Linked DNA regions of Mus musculus: all the other regions are linked to region 2. The links are chromatin contacts, called in public HiChIP or PLAC-seq and promoter capture Hi-C maps. All regions are on one chromosome and are shown on one strand. The core of a region is the stretch at or near the end of the contact, and the rest is flanking DNA. Distances in the headings are between cores, read along the strand shown.

The links. Promoter capture Hi-C pulls out the DNA fragments that hold promoters and counts their contacts. HiChIP or PLAC-seq counts read pairs in DNA pulled down with a chosen protein or histone mark.
Region 1: a contact with region 2 is called in a promoter capture Hi-C map of embryonic stem cells, with 3 times the contacts expected there. The contact joins the promoter of Platr20 here to the promoter of Zfp354c in region 2. A contact is called at or near these places in 5 of 39 promoter capture datasets (embryonic stem cells, hippocampal neurons, liver and 1 more) and 2 of 115 datasets of contacts at active chromatin or transcription factors (both in embryonic stem cells).
Region 3: an H3K27ac HiChIP or PLAC-seq map of embryonic stem cells shows a contact between it and region 2, with 5 read pairs. The contact joins the enhancer-like site here to the promoter of Zfp354c in region 2. A contact is called at or near these places in 5 of 39 promoter capture datasets (the 3T3-L1 cell line, cranial neural crest, embryonic stem cells and 1 more), 1 of 15 datasets of contacts at CTCF or cohesin (the NIH/3T3 cell line), 1 of 484 Hi-C or Micro-C datasets (cerebral cortex) and 9 of 115 datasets of contacts at active chromatin or transcription factors (the NIH/3T3 cell line, craniofacial prominence, embryonic forebrain and 5 more).

What each region holds. Positions count from the first base shown.
Region 1 is chr11:51,218,221-51,222,262 of GRCm38.p6, forward strand. Platr20 (pluripotency associated transcript 20) reads right to left here and starts at 2,198. Exons shown (of 5, transcript NR_110444.1): 1 at 2,148-2,198; 2 at 1,238-1,333. Gm12569 (predicted gene 12569) reads left to right here and starts at 2,351. Exons shown (of 6, transcript NM_001378502.1): 1 at 2,351-2,422.
Region 2 is chr11:50,825,056-50,829,235 of GRCm38.p6, forward strand. It overlaps Zfp354c (zinc finger protein 354C), which reads right to left and starts at 2,676. Exons shown (of 5, transcript NM_013922.4): 1 at 2,524-2,676; 2 at 1,371-1,455. The coding sequence starts at 1,403. It also overlaps a transcript of Zfp879 not described here.
Region 3 is chr11:50,454,923-50,459,132 of GRCm38.p6, forward strand. No RefSeq gene overlaps it. Among named protein-coding and RNA genes, the nearest start is that of Rufy1, 26 kb to the left of the region's middle. Within about 2 kb of position 2,704, at least 60 of the 459 cell types and tissues checked have an H3K27ac peak or open chromatin away from gene starts, as enhancers often do. A contact at or near this core is called in cerebral cortex, craniofacial prominence, embryonic limb bud and 2 more, where this site is marked.

The sequences.
Region 1 (4,042 bases), core at 948-3,447, 390 kb after region 2:
TAGTTAGGGTTTTATTGCTGTGAAGAGATACCATGACTGTGGCAATTCTTATAAAGGAAAATATTTAATTTGAGCTGGATTACAGTTCAGAGGTTTAATCCATAATCATTATGATGGGAAGGAAGCATGGTTGTACACAAGTAGACATGGTGCTGGAGAGGAGGCTGAGAGTTCTACATCTGGTTTCCCAGGCACAGGAAGAGAGAGACTGGGCCTGACTTGAGCATCTGAAACCCCAAAGCCCATGCCTGAGTGACACACTTGCTCTAAGGCCAGACCTACTCCAACAGGGCCACACCTCCCAATACTACCAACCCCTATGAGCCTATGGGGGCCATTTTCATTCAAACCACCACATGGGCTTAAGAGCCCATGTCCCTCTTCTGTCTATTAGCATGTTCTTTAAAGCATAGGTAGATCCTTTCATAACTGACTGACCTATAGCAATGTAAGATACACCTGTGACATGCTCTGTGTGATAATGTCTACAATATGGCTGTATTCTAATAGCTACATAGACAGTAGCATCATCAGCTTCAGTCTGTAAAGGCATTTCCAAGATGGCCACCATCTCTAATAAATGTGCACTCTCAGAATCATTTCTCTCAGAATTTAAGGCAAAAGCATATGGAAATCCTGAGTGTGCATCAATTGTATGATGCATTAACATATGTATATACTGTAATTCTTCAAACTCTACAAACTGAAACATATAATCTATAGTATGGCATCATTAAACAGATCTATATTCTTAACTCGGCATAAGTCTCTTTATCTAGAAATTTAATAGGCTGCCATTAAATTTGACTAGCTAGCTGAATGTCTGGAACAGGGCTAGAGTTACAAGGTGGCTCTAGGCTTTGGTCTGGCTACCTCTGAAGATCATTTATTTCGAATCGGAATTTCCCAATCTCTTTCCTATTACCTCCATTCCAGCCTTTAATTTTTCAGTCTTTCCTTCTCTAAGTCTGCTTTATTTTCATCTCTCTTAAACAGGATATCTAAAATTGCCATCATTACTGAAAGTGTAATTATTTGTATGCTGATGATCGTATCAAAATTATATGGAATCCAGATGCCCTGTGTTGTTGTGTTTTCCATTTCTTAACACAGAATTTTTTTCTTTTTCAATCTCTAACTCTCTCCTTCCCAAAGAGATTTTATTTTATTAATTTTTAAATTATTTTTTTCTTTTCTTTCTTTAGCACTGAAGCATAATTCCAAATATTTTTTTTACCTGTTCAAGGGCTTCTGTCTGGGCTTAGATAGGTATCTTCCGCGTGTTGTCTCTGTTGAGCTGTTCGGCGGCTTGCACCTCCCACTGAGGGTAACCCTGTTCCAGACATTCAGCTCCCAGTCAAGCCCGCTGTTGGCCCCGCCCCAGCCCTTAAGCCCACAAGGAATAGTTGGACCCCCTGTTCAGCTCAGTCTAACAGTTTACTGGAAGAGCCGAGGCTTCTGGGCTTTGGAGTGCAGGGACCTGATCTGTTCGCTTTGCCAGTAGCTCACAGAGTGTGTAGGATGGGGTGCCTGCCTGTCCTGGGCCCACATGTGTAAGCCCCCGGGGCTGCTTGCTCAGACCTCTGTTAGCACCAAGACTCTCACTGGAGTAGTGTGGGCTGACTTCAGCCTTTCCACTGTTGAAGCTATGAGCAGAGACGAAGCCTGCCACGCAACATAGTCAGATTGTGCGTGTGGCTGTGCCTTGGGGATGGGGTGGGTGGTGGCTGTGGTGTGCTAAGTGTGGCTAAGTATGTGCATGCACCCCGAGTGGCCTGGCTCCCAGGTGTCTGTCTAAAGCTGCTCTGACCTTCTCTGCCCCGAGGCTCTGATAGTGGATCTGGTTTTTCTGCTCAGTGAGGGCTTCTTAAAGAAGCACTCGGCCTCTGGCGGTCTCCTGCTTCTTCCCTGCTCTTTGGCTAGGAAGCCGCCTTCACCCAGGACTTTCCCCAGGCTCTAAGCTTGGATTTTCTTCCGCACATTGAGCACCAAACGCAACTGTGGGTCTTTCTCTATGTCCACCTCAGTTCCCAAATAATGGCATAAAGGCTCATATTTACTTACAATACTTTTGGTCTTAGCTTAGGCTTGCTCCTAACTAGCTCGTAACTCCATTAGCCCATTTATACTAAGTTCTGCCTAGTTACCTCCTCGGTTACATACGTCCAACTTTCTCCGCATCACAGTAGCAAATCTCCCGCCCGTCTCTCTTTCCCAGAGTTCCCCTCTCTGTCCGGAAGTCCCACCTTACTATTCTTAGTCTGCCTTTTGCTATAGGCCATAGGCTTTTTATTTTAACCAATCGGAAGGTGCCTTAGGCAGGCAAGGAAGGACAGAGACACATCTTCACACAGTGTACAAAACAACACTCCAACAAGACAGGGTGGTGCATGCCTTTAATCCGGGCACTCCTGTGACAGAGGTAGGTGAATCTCTGTGAGTTGCCCGCCAACTTGGTCTACATAGCGAGATCTAGGACAGCCAGGATTATGAGGTGAGACCCTGTCTCATCCCATATCTTAAATAAGCCAGCCCCGCCACAAAACCTCTGACCTACAATGTGTCCTGCTTGCAAGATGTGCTGGGGTAATGGCGGTACTGAATTTGTGAGAGTAGAAAGCAATGTCTGATTTAACTTGAGGCTTACCTACTCCGTGAGCGGGCGGGCGCCCTTGCCTGACACTTCTTGGAAGGCCAGAAAATGGAAACTGAATAGTCCAGAGATCTAGAGTAGAACCAAACACGACTAGTCTTTTTTTAAAAAATGATTCCTAATGATATTTTACTGTGATTAGAGATTAGTGACTTGTCCCGTTGTCATCAGAGAGGCTTCCTCCAGCAGTACATGGGAGCAAATGCAGAGATCCACAGTTAAGACTTTATGTGGAGAGAGTCTAAACTGGAGTCCGCCGGAGCTCCGGAAATTCCATGTAAGAGGTGGCGGAAAGACCTTGGGAGTCAGAGGGGCTAAAGGACACCAGGAGAATATGACCCACCAAATCAACTAAGCAGGACACATATGGTTTACAGAAACTAAAGCAAGCACCGGACCTACAGAAATCTGTATCCGGTCCTCTGCATATATGTTGTGGCGGTTAGCTTGTTGTTCTTGTGGAACTCCTAACTGTGGGAGTGGGTGTGTCTTTGACACTTTGGACTGCACTTAGGACAATTTATTTTTCCCCTCTTAGGTTGCCTTGTCTAGACTCGGTTGAGGGCTTTTTCTTTGTCCTATGGTATTTTCTTTTTGTGTGTACAATTGGTTGTGGTCTCTTGGAAGCCTGCTCTTTTAAGAAGGGATGTTGAGGGGGAGTGGATCCAGAGGGGAGGGGAGTGGGGTAGATGGTAGGCATGGTGGGAAGAGAAATGTTGGTGGGATATAGTGTATGAGAGAAGAATCTATTTTTAATGAAAAGAAGAAGAACCCAACTCGCGGGATTAGTTCCGTCCAGATCCTCATTCTCTTTATAATCCTGCTACTTAATGCCTTCGGCCCTTGGCTTCCCTCTCTCCCTTCCTCCTGCTCTTCCCTCTCCTCCACTGCTCTCCTGAGTTCCCCCTCTCTCCGGGCTCCACTCTCTGGTTCTCATCTCCTCTCTGTTTTTCTCCTAGCCAGATCTAGTCTGCTGAACATGCTCGATCTGCTCTATTCTCTCTGCTCTGGGCTCTCACAGGTGCCCCTGGCTGTTTTCTCTCTCTCATATTTACAACAAGAAAAATCCCTGGTTGAGCATACCATGAGCAGTCATGTCTTCAGTTTATCCAGAAACCATGAGCACAGTTAACAGAAATTCTCTGATCACAGAAGAGAGAGTGGAGATGAGATTGAATGGCTCTCCTGGCACTAAAGGTTGCCGTTCTAGAAATGGAGCCTCCACAACAGAAGACTAGCAGAGAGATGAAAAGTCAGCCCCCTAACCACCTTTCTAGGTGACCATCTCACCCTACGCAGGTCCCCTCCCTTTCAATAGTTATGGTTTCCTTGGAAGATCAAGAACAAGGCATAAAGAATGGAGTCCTATCCACTCATTTAGTATTGCAT
Region 2 (4,180 bases), core at 1,426-3,925:
AAACTCTGGTTCACTTGAAGACAGGCTAAAGACAAGGAGGAGTGATTATCCCTTAATGAAATAATGTGCTCGGCCTTCCCAGAAGCCTTTGGGCAGTGCCACCTTGGAGCTTGCCCAACTTTCAGTTATTCCAAAAACTGTAACTTTTCTTTTTATTTATCTTTTTTTCTTTTTGGCCAAAATCCTAAACATGGTTTCCTTGGCATTCTGGGGTTTCTCACCCATTCTCAAAAGCTACTTCCCCCACCACACAACTGTCTGCTGTGGGATGTAGTACCTGTCAATAATAAATCTGACGGCTTATGGCTTAGGCAGGACATAGGAAGTGTAACATCTGGGAGGAGAGAGTTCTGGGACAGTGCCAGGTGAGAGATCCACTTGGAAAGATGTGAGGAGACAGACACATGGTACCTGAGCACAGGTAACCAGCCAGGTGGCAGAACGTAGGTTAAAATAATTGGGTTATTTTAGTTATGATCTATTCAGAGCAGAGCCTAGCTACATGGCCAAGGTATGTGTAACTATATTTTGAGTCTCAGTCTTACTTCTGAGAGCATGGGTCTGGGAGGAAGAACCAGGCCTAACATGTACAGTTTGCCCATCAGGAGCCTGCTGATCTCCGTTGCTGAACCTGCCTTTCTTGTTCCTATCTCACTCCTCCTGGCAGCTGCCAAGACTTACTGCTTGCCTGAACTGTTATTTTTCTCAGCCTCTAATAACATTTTCTTCAAGCTTCTGAGTACATGTCTAGGTTCTTTTATTAATGAAGTTAAGAACCCAAAAGAAAGGGCCAAATTTCCCTGGCAACTGAAGGCCACAGAAGATATTTTAAATTATGTTTTATGTCTGTATGGATGTGGTACCTGTTGATAATAAATAATAATAATAATAAATAAAATATAATATAATAAATAACATAAAATAAAAAATAGAAATAATTTAAAAAATAAATAATAAATAAGCCTTTGGTTTAGGCAGGAAATTAGGAAATGGGACATGAGGGAGAAGAGAGAATTCTGGGATTGAGCCAGAGGAGAGATCCAATGGTAGGGAGACCTTCACAGCTCTGTCTTTGGCTAACACAATGGGGTAGGCACTCCATCTGAAGGACTCCCTGTATAAAAAAAGAAAGCACCTGGGAGGTCTTATGAGGTGGTGGCTATCATCTGTGCTGGGCCTGGCAGAATCCTTTGATAAGTGTGAGGAGGGAGGCTTTTGTATCTTTTCTTTGCAGGTCAGCTTCAAACTGGAGTTTGCATACCCCTGTTAAATGCTAATTTTGCAAGGGAAAAAATTGGCAGGGGCAGAAAATGGAAACACATCCACATCTGAGTCAGAAAGCAATTTATGCAAAGACAAGCTTCACTTACTGTGCCTCGGGCAGCCAGCAAATCCACAGCCATTTCCCTTCTTAGTTTTTCTGCCAAAGGAGAGCCGAGTGCTGACCAAATATGCCTGGGAAGAAAAAAAAAAAAAAGGTGTAGTAAGGAATTCTGGTACAAAGGGAAGGCTTGGAGCCAGGAGGGTAAAGCCACCCACAAAGGGGTCTGGAGAAGTGGCTGTGTGATTAAAAGCACTTCCCTTGTTCGCAAAGAAGTTTGATTATCAGCACCCACATTGGGCTATCCACAGCTACTTGTAACTACAGGGGATCCAACATCCTCTCTGGCTTCCTTAGGTACTGTGTGCTCATGGGCACAGACACACAAACAGACACAAACATACACACATGAAAATAAATTAAGTTTTAAAACCCACCCATAATGGTACCAAATGACAGGAACACTGACAAAGCCAACCTGCCAAAACTACATCCCTTCTGTATATTAATCACTCTTCTTCTTTCTTACACTGATCCCTCCACACCCACCTACAGACCCTTTAGCACCTTGTACAAGATTCGTGGCAATGTCAAAAGGTTGGGCAGGACTGATTTAAAGTACAAAGGATAATGTGTCCAAGCTCTCTGCAAATGCTGTGTCTGTCTACCGCAAGAACTTAAGTGTTGGCTGTTTGGGAATTCCTGGAACCAGTCCTCTGTGCAGCAGAGGTGGGGCTGTGCTGTCGACGTGGCTGAGGTGGACAGCCAGGAGGTTCACAGCCTGCCCAAAGTGACAAGACAGCAAGCATCACAAATGGGAAGGAAATTCTGCTTTCAGTCTAAGGCTCCGATCAAGACTCAGAGAACTCTCGGGCCACAATGTGCCTTGGTTTCTTCTTCTGCACCATAGGCACAATGAAGGGCCAAGGGGCCTGTAACTTGCTATTAGATGCGCTAATTCATTAAGTTAGATTAGACTGCTAGGTATCGGCTGTTGATTTTATGATCTGCATAGCTAAGATGCTACAGAAGATGCACAGGCCTCTGGATCCGCAGTTTGGTCCCAGCCACGCTTCGTGGAGGGCCAAACCCGCAGAAAGATCCCCGAGCCTGAGGCCGCAGAGCAGTCGCCAGGCCGCGCCGGGCTCGCCGGGAAGCCCACCGCCCGCTACGCCCCGGTCGCCCCTCTTCACCCCACTCACGGACGCCGGCGCTCGCTCCCACCACTCTCAGCACGAGCAGTCTCGAGGATGTCGGCCCCAGACGCTCTCTCCTAGCACAGTCAGGATCACCTCCACCAGGAGCCCCCCAAAACGCCGCGAGCAGCCCCGCCACCGGGAGAAGCCCCAGAGAACTACTACTCCCGGCATGCCTGAGGTCTTTTCTGACTACACCTCCCAGAAGGCACCGGGGCCAGGCGCGTTCTGAAAGCTGAGTCGGGTCGTGTTGCACTGCAAATCCAGCAAGCCTGTCCCTGCTCTCTCAGTCAGTCCCTCAGACTTGTTTGCTAGGAGGGTGAAGTGATGTGACAGGACAAAAGTGGAATTTAGGGTTTAGGAGCGAGGTACCCATAGGTACCAGGCCAGCCTGACTGACTACATGTGGACAGCCAGGACTACATAGCGAGACTAAAACCAAAAAAAGTAAAACAAAACAAAACTCTAGGAGAACCCTAGCCCACATCACTAATCATTGTAGTTTATTTTTTTTACATTTTTTATTAGGTATTTAGCTCATTTACATTTCCAATGCTATACCAAAAGTCCCCCATACCCACCCACCCCCACTCCCCTACCCACCCACTCCCCCTTTTTGGCCCTGGCGTTCCCCCGTACTGGGGCATATAAAGTTTGCGTGTCCAATGGGCCTCTCTTTCCAGTGATGGCCAACTAGGCCATCTTTTGATACATATGCAGCTAGAGTCAAGAGCTCCGGGGTACTGGTTAGTTCATAATGTTGTTCCACATATAGGGTTGCAGATCCCTTTAGCTCCTTGGGTACTTTCTCTAGCTCCTCCATTGGGAGCCCTGTGATCCATCCATTATCTGACTGTGAGCATCCACTTCTGTGTTTGCTAGGCCCCGGCATAGTCTCACAAGAGACAGCTACATCTGGGTCCTTTCGATAAAATCTTGCTAGTATATGCAATGGTGTCAGCGTTTGGATGCTGATTATGGGGTGGATCCCTGGATATGGCAGTCTCTACATGGTCCATCCTTTCATCTCAGCTCCAAACTTTGTCTTTGTAACTCCTTCCATGGGTGTTTTGTTCCCAATTCTAAGGGGGGGCATAGTGTCCACGCCCCAACTGGTAAGAAGGACACATGCTCCACTATGTTCATAGCAGCCTTATTTATAATAGCCAGAAGCTGGAAAGAACCCAGATGCCCCTCAACAGAGGAATGGATACAGAAAATGTGGTACATCTACACAATGGAGTACTACTCAGCTATTAAAAAGAATGAATTTATGAAATTCCTAGCCAAATGGATGGACCTGGAGGGCATCATCCTGAGTGAGGTAACACATTCATAAAGGAACTCACACAATATGTACTCACTGATAAGTGGATATTAGCCCCAAACCTAGGATACCCAAGATATAAGATACAATTTGCTAAACACATTGTAGTTTATTTTTACTGTATACAATACACAGAAAACAATGTGACATGGGCCTTGATGTGCATCCCAGGATGGCTTCAGAAAGCAGGAGGATTAAAAAATAAAAGTAATTGATTGAATGCCTTTTGATTTTTTTTTTTTAAATCCAGCTAGCTGCTGAATCCTAAAATCAATTTCCATTTGGTTGGGACAGCAATGGACCTTCAGAGATCCTGCCTACCTCTAACCTCTAGGG
Region 3 (4,210 bases), core at 1,454-3,953, 370 kb before region 2:
TTATTTAAACACTTTTGACATTTGCTGTTAAAATAAATAAAACTTCACTAAAAAAGTGCCCCCCAAAGTATGAAGTTCCAGACAGAGATGAACCCCTGATTTAGATATGGTACAGGCTCTGTCTCCGGGGGCTCACCAGGCTCAGGCTGCTGCTGTTAGCAACCGTCATCTCTCCCACTGTCTTACTCTCATCTCTATGGTGACTCTTGTTAAATAAAGTGAACAGCCCCTGTCATGCGCTCTGGCGCCTAATTTGGCATCTTTAGCTGTGCCTGTCAGTCTCCACAAAACACCACGTGTCTAGTCAGTCAATATTTGGTGAATATCTATTGTGCAGTTATCTATTGTTCAGTCGAGTGACCCAAAGGTGAGTGATACAGGATGCTGTCCCTTCAGGAAGTTTCCTAGGGGGAAAAGAGAACATAGCTTCTGTAGAACATATCTACCAAGTCCCAACTTTGTATGTCTTTAGGAAGGTGACTGAGTTAAAAAATGTTTTACACGTGTGTAACTAAAATGCTTTTAAAAAAAACTTTGTCTAGCTTCCCAGTGGAAGTCGAACATTATATGATTCAGCAATCAAAATAGTATAGGAGAAAGGCACTCTTAGCAATTCTCTCCCAACTCTGTTTTCTTGCGGTGCCTTGCACATACTGGGCAATAGTGAGTTACAACCCTGACCCTCTAGATAACAGTCTTTATTAGATTCTTGGTTATATTTCTAGTTTGTCTTTATTTTTAAAATTAATTAACTAAAATAAATTTTTTTTTGAGAAACGCTCTCCTGTAGTCCAGGCTGGCCTTGAACTTGCTCTGTAACTGGGCATGACCTTGAGCTTCTTCTGATCCTCCTGCCTCCGCCTCCTGAGTGCTGGGATTCCAGGCATGTGTTTTTGGGCTTTGTTTTATGCAGTGCTGAGGATCGGAACCCAGAGTTTTGTGCGTGTAACTTAACTCTACCAACTGAGCTAGCCCTAGCCCATCGAGTGTTTCTTCATGCACTTGCATATGAATGTGTTTCGGCATACCTGCCTTAAAAAGGTGGCGTGCCATACCTTTACCAATGTATGCTGGAGCTCACTAGCTGACTGGCAGATCTGAATACCTCACTATTGTGGATGGTTACACTATGGTTAGCAAGTAGTGGGGGTTTCAAATGTCTGCCATTCCAGCAAATGGCCCAGAGAATAAACTTGCGTATCTGCCATTTGTCTGTGTGGATTTGTCTTTATAGATTTGATTTCAGTAGTGGGACTGCTGCATCTCAGGGCGTTTGCATCCCTTATCTTGCAGACTTTGCTGGCTGTCCCTCTGTTGGGGTTTATATCATCCCATCTTCTCCCATCAATGACTGAGAGTCTCTTTGGCAAGAATATTTCTAATTCTTCCTTGTTTTCTAGCTATCAAGTCCTACGCCCTCACACCTTTCCCTTGCGACATGGGGTTTGCTTCAGGGTATTATCAAAGCTTCTATTTACGCAAGTCACACTGAGATGTCCTGTTAGACTTGATTTATGGTATTTTGAATGAGGAAGCTTTATTTAATGTTGTTTTTTGAGACAGGATCTCATGTTGCTGAGGCTGGCCTCCAACTCACTATATGGCAGAAGCTGGCCTCTAGCTCCTACTCCTTCTGTCTCTGTCTCCCGAGTGTCTGGCTGGAATGAAGAATCTTGAAGGGAGCCCAGACTGTTTAAAGAATGATGGACAGGCAAGCCGGTGGGGATTCAGGTTCAAGCTGTTGGTGATTGGGAGGGTTCAGGATCAGGGACAGATTGTGAAGAACTTGGGCTGTCATTCACCGAGTGTATTTCGTGTCTGAGTGTGCACGCAGATGTGCTGTGAGAAAAGGTCTCACTATGCAGCCTCCGACTATCCCAGAACCATGAAGACCAGGTTTCACTTGTTCTCATATACAAGTGAGTTTCCGGGTGCTGGGATTTGAGGTGCTGCTGTGCTTTGTCTCCCACCGCCTGGGTCCCCATTGAGGAGGAAGAGGAGGAGGAGGAGGAGGAGGAGGAGGAGGAGGAGCAAGAGGAGGAGCAGGAGCAAGAGGAGGAAGAGGAGGAGGGAGATAGTTACCAGGAGGATTTCATTCCTGGAACCTGTGCAGGGCATGGAAGAGAGGACCGATATTCTAACTTTTAATTCTTAACTTCCTGCTGGGTGCTGTGGAGAGATCGCTATTTGGCCTATTTAGCAATCGTGTTTTCCATGAAGGGGCGGGGTGTGTGGTGGGGGTGAAACTTCGCAATTCAGTTTCCAGGCTGGAAAGGTTGGGAGGCCACTTTCCCACTTTGTCCCTTCGGAGCAGTCCTTATCATTGTTATTCAAATGCGTCGTAACTGAGACAGATTACAGGGCTGCTGGTGCCTCAGAGCCTCCCAAGCAAGAGATCTGACTTTCCACTTTCCAAGGGGAGGAAGTCATTAGTGGGGCTGTCTTGTCCAAGACGCCAGGAGGAGGAGGAGGTGTCAGCCTGGAGCAGAGAAGGCTTAGCTAGTTTAGTTTTTTGTTTTGTCTTTTCTACCCACCCTGTGGCCTTGCCAAACCCGGTTGTCTGGCTTCTGGAGGGTGTGAGCGGCAGGAGATGCTATGTGCGGTTTCCATGGCAGTAGGCCGCTGGGGACATGTGGGGATGCACAGCCAGGTGGCTGGCGCAGGCTCACCTGCTCGGCTCCTGGCAGCCGCGGTAACGAGGAGGCCTAGGCTCCCCTTTCCGCTTTTCTTTAGTTCCTGGAGCTCTGGTTACTGTCTTTATGAGTCTGAGCTCTGTGTGAGAGAACTTTAAAAAGTTCCATGTGACTTTATCTGGGGAGCGGACCGAATGGCAGCGATTCAGAAGGCAAGGATGGAAAAGTACCAGAGGCAAGGCTGGCGTAAAAGGCAGAGGTGCCTACAAAAAGGAGGCGTTCCACAGTCAGGCTCCCCAGCACAGAGAGGCTCGCCCCCACCCCGCGTCCCCAGGGTTCTCTTCGCAGTGCCCTTGACACTAGCAGGCGCAATTCAAGGGCTGGCCATCAGCGTTTGAGTCAATGTTTGATCTCTTTATTTAAGGAACTCACGAAGATGTTGACGACTCCCTGAAGTCCAACAATATCAGTTTAATCACTGCCCAATATTTTTTTTTTTTTTTTTTTTTTTTTTTTTTTTAGTGAGGACTCTTTTTATTCAAGGATCACTAGGAATTCGGGGGGTGGGGTGGTGGTGGTGGTGGTGGCGAGGGAGTTCAGATTTCAAACAGATAAAGATGTAAAAGTTAGGTCCAAGTCTACAGTGTGCTTTTCTAGCAAGTTCTTGCTGTTTGCAGGCAGCAAGCAGGCTTGTGTCTGCTCTTTGTAATCCGGTGGTACCGGAACATCTTGTATGGGCCTGGGCCCTCAGGGTCGGTTCTGGCAGACAGCAGGCTTTCTCTATCTACAGTGGTAATGCTTGGGAAAAAAATCCCATGACCAAGATTGATGGAAAGGCTTGGGGTCAGGGACTTGGACTGTGGATCAGAAAATGAAGATGCACGGCGTGGACCCCGACCAACACGGCCGCGAAGGCAGGGGTGGATGGGACATCTAGAATGTGGGGCCAGAACAGAACTGCCCGAAATCTTGAAGAAGTAGTCCCAAAGCCATGTTTTTCTTGGACACAGAAAGAATCAACAGAGTAGAACATGTTTTAGTCTCAAAGTGTACGACCACACACTGTTAGATCCCAGCCCCTCTTGCTGTCCTAGACTCTCCCAGAAATCAGGCCACACCTCCTTGCAGTTTCTTAACTATGATGCTCCAGCTTCTGACCAGAAGCCTCTCCCTCTTTCTCTCTTCAAGGCTACCTCCTGTTGCCTCTGGTATGTTGCTATATTTCTTAATGCTCTTCCATCCAACTGCCGATCAGCACCCTGACTCTGGCTCATTCTAAAGGGTAATTTCATATCCTTTCCATGACACCAATAAGCTGGCTGAAGGTTCTTTTTGTTTTACCTAGATAGAAGTTGGTAGGCAAGAAACTCTATAAAAGCTGGTTTGGGGATAAAGGGTGTATAGCTCATTTGGTAGGGGGCTTTCCTACCGCATGGGTCCTAAGTTTAATCCCAGGGTCTCATAAATCCACAGGGATGGTGCATACTTATAACCCAATACTTGGGAAGGAAAAGCAGGAGGATCAGAAGTTCAAGGTTATCTTCAGTTTGAGGCCAAAACAAAGGAAGGAACAAACA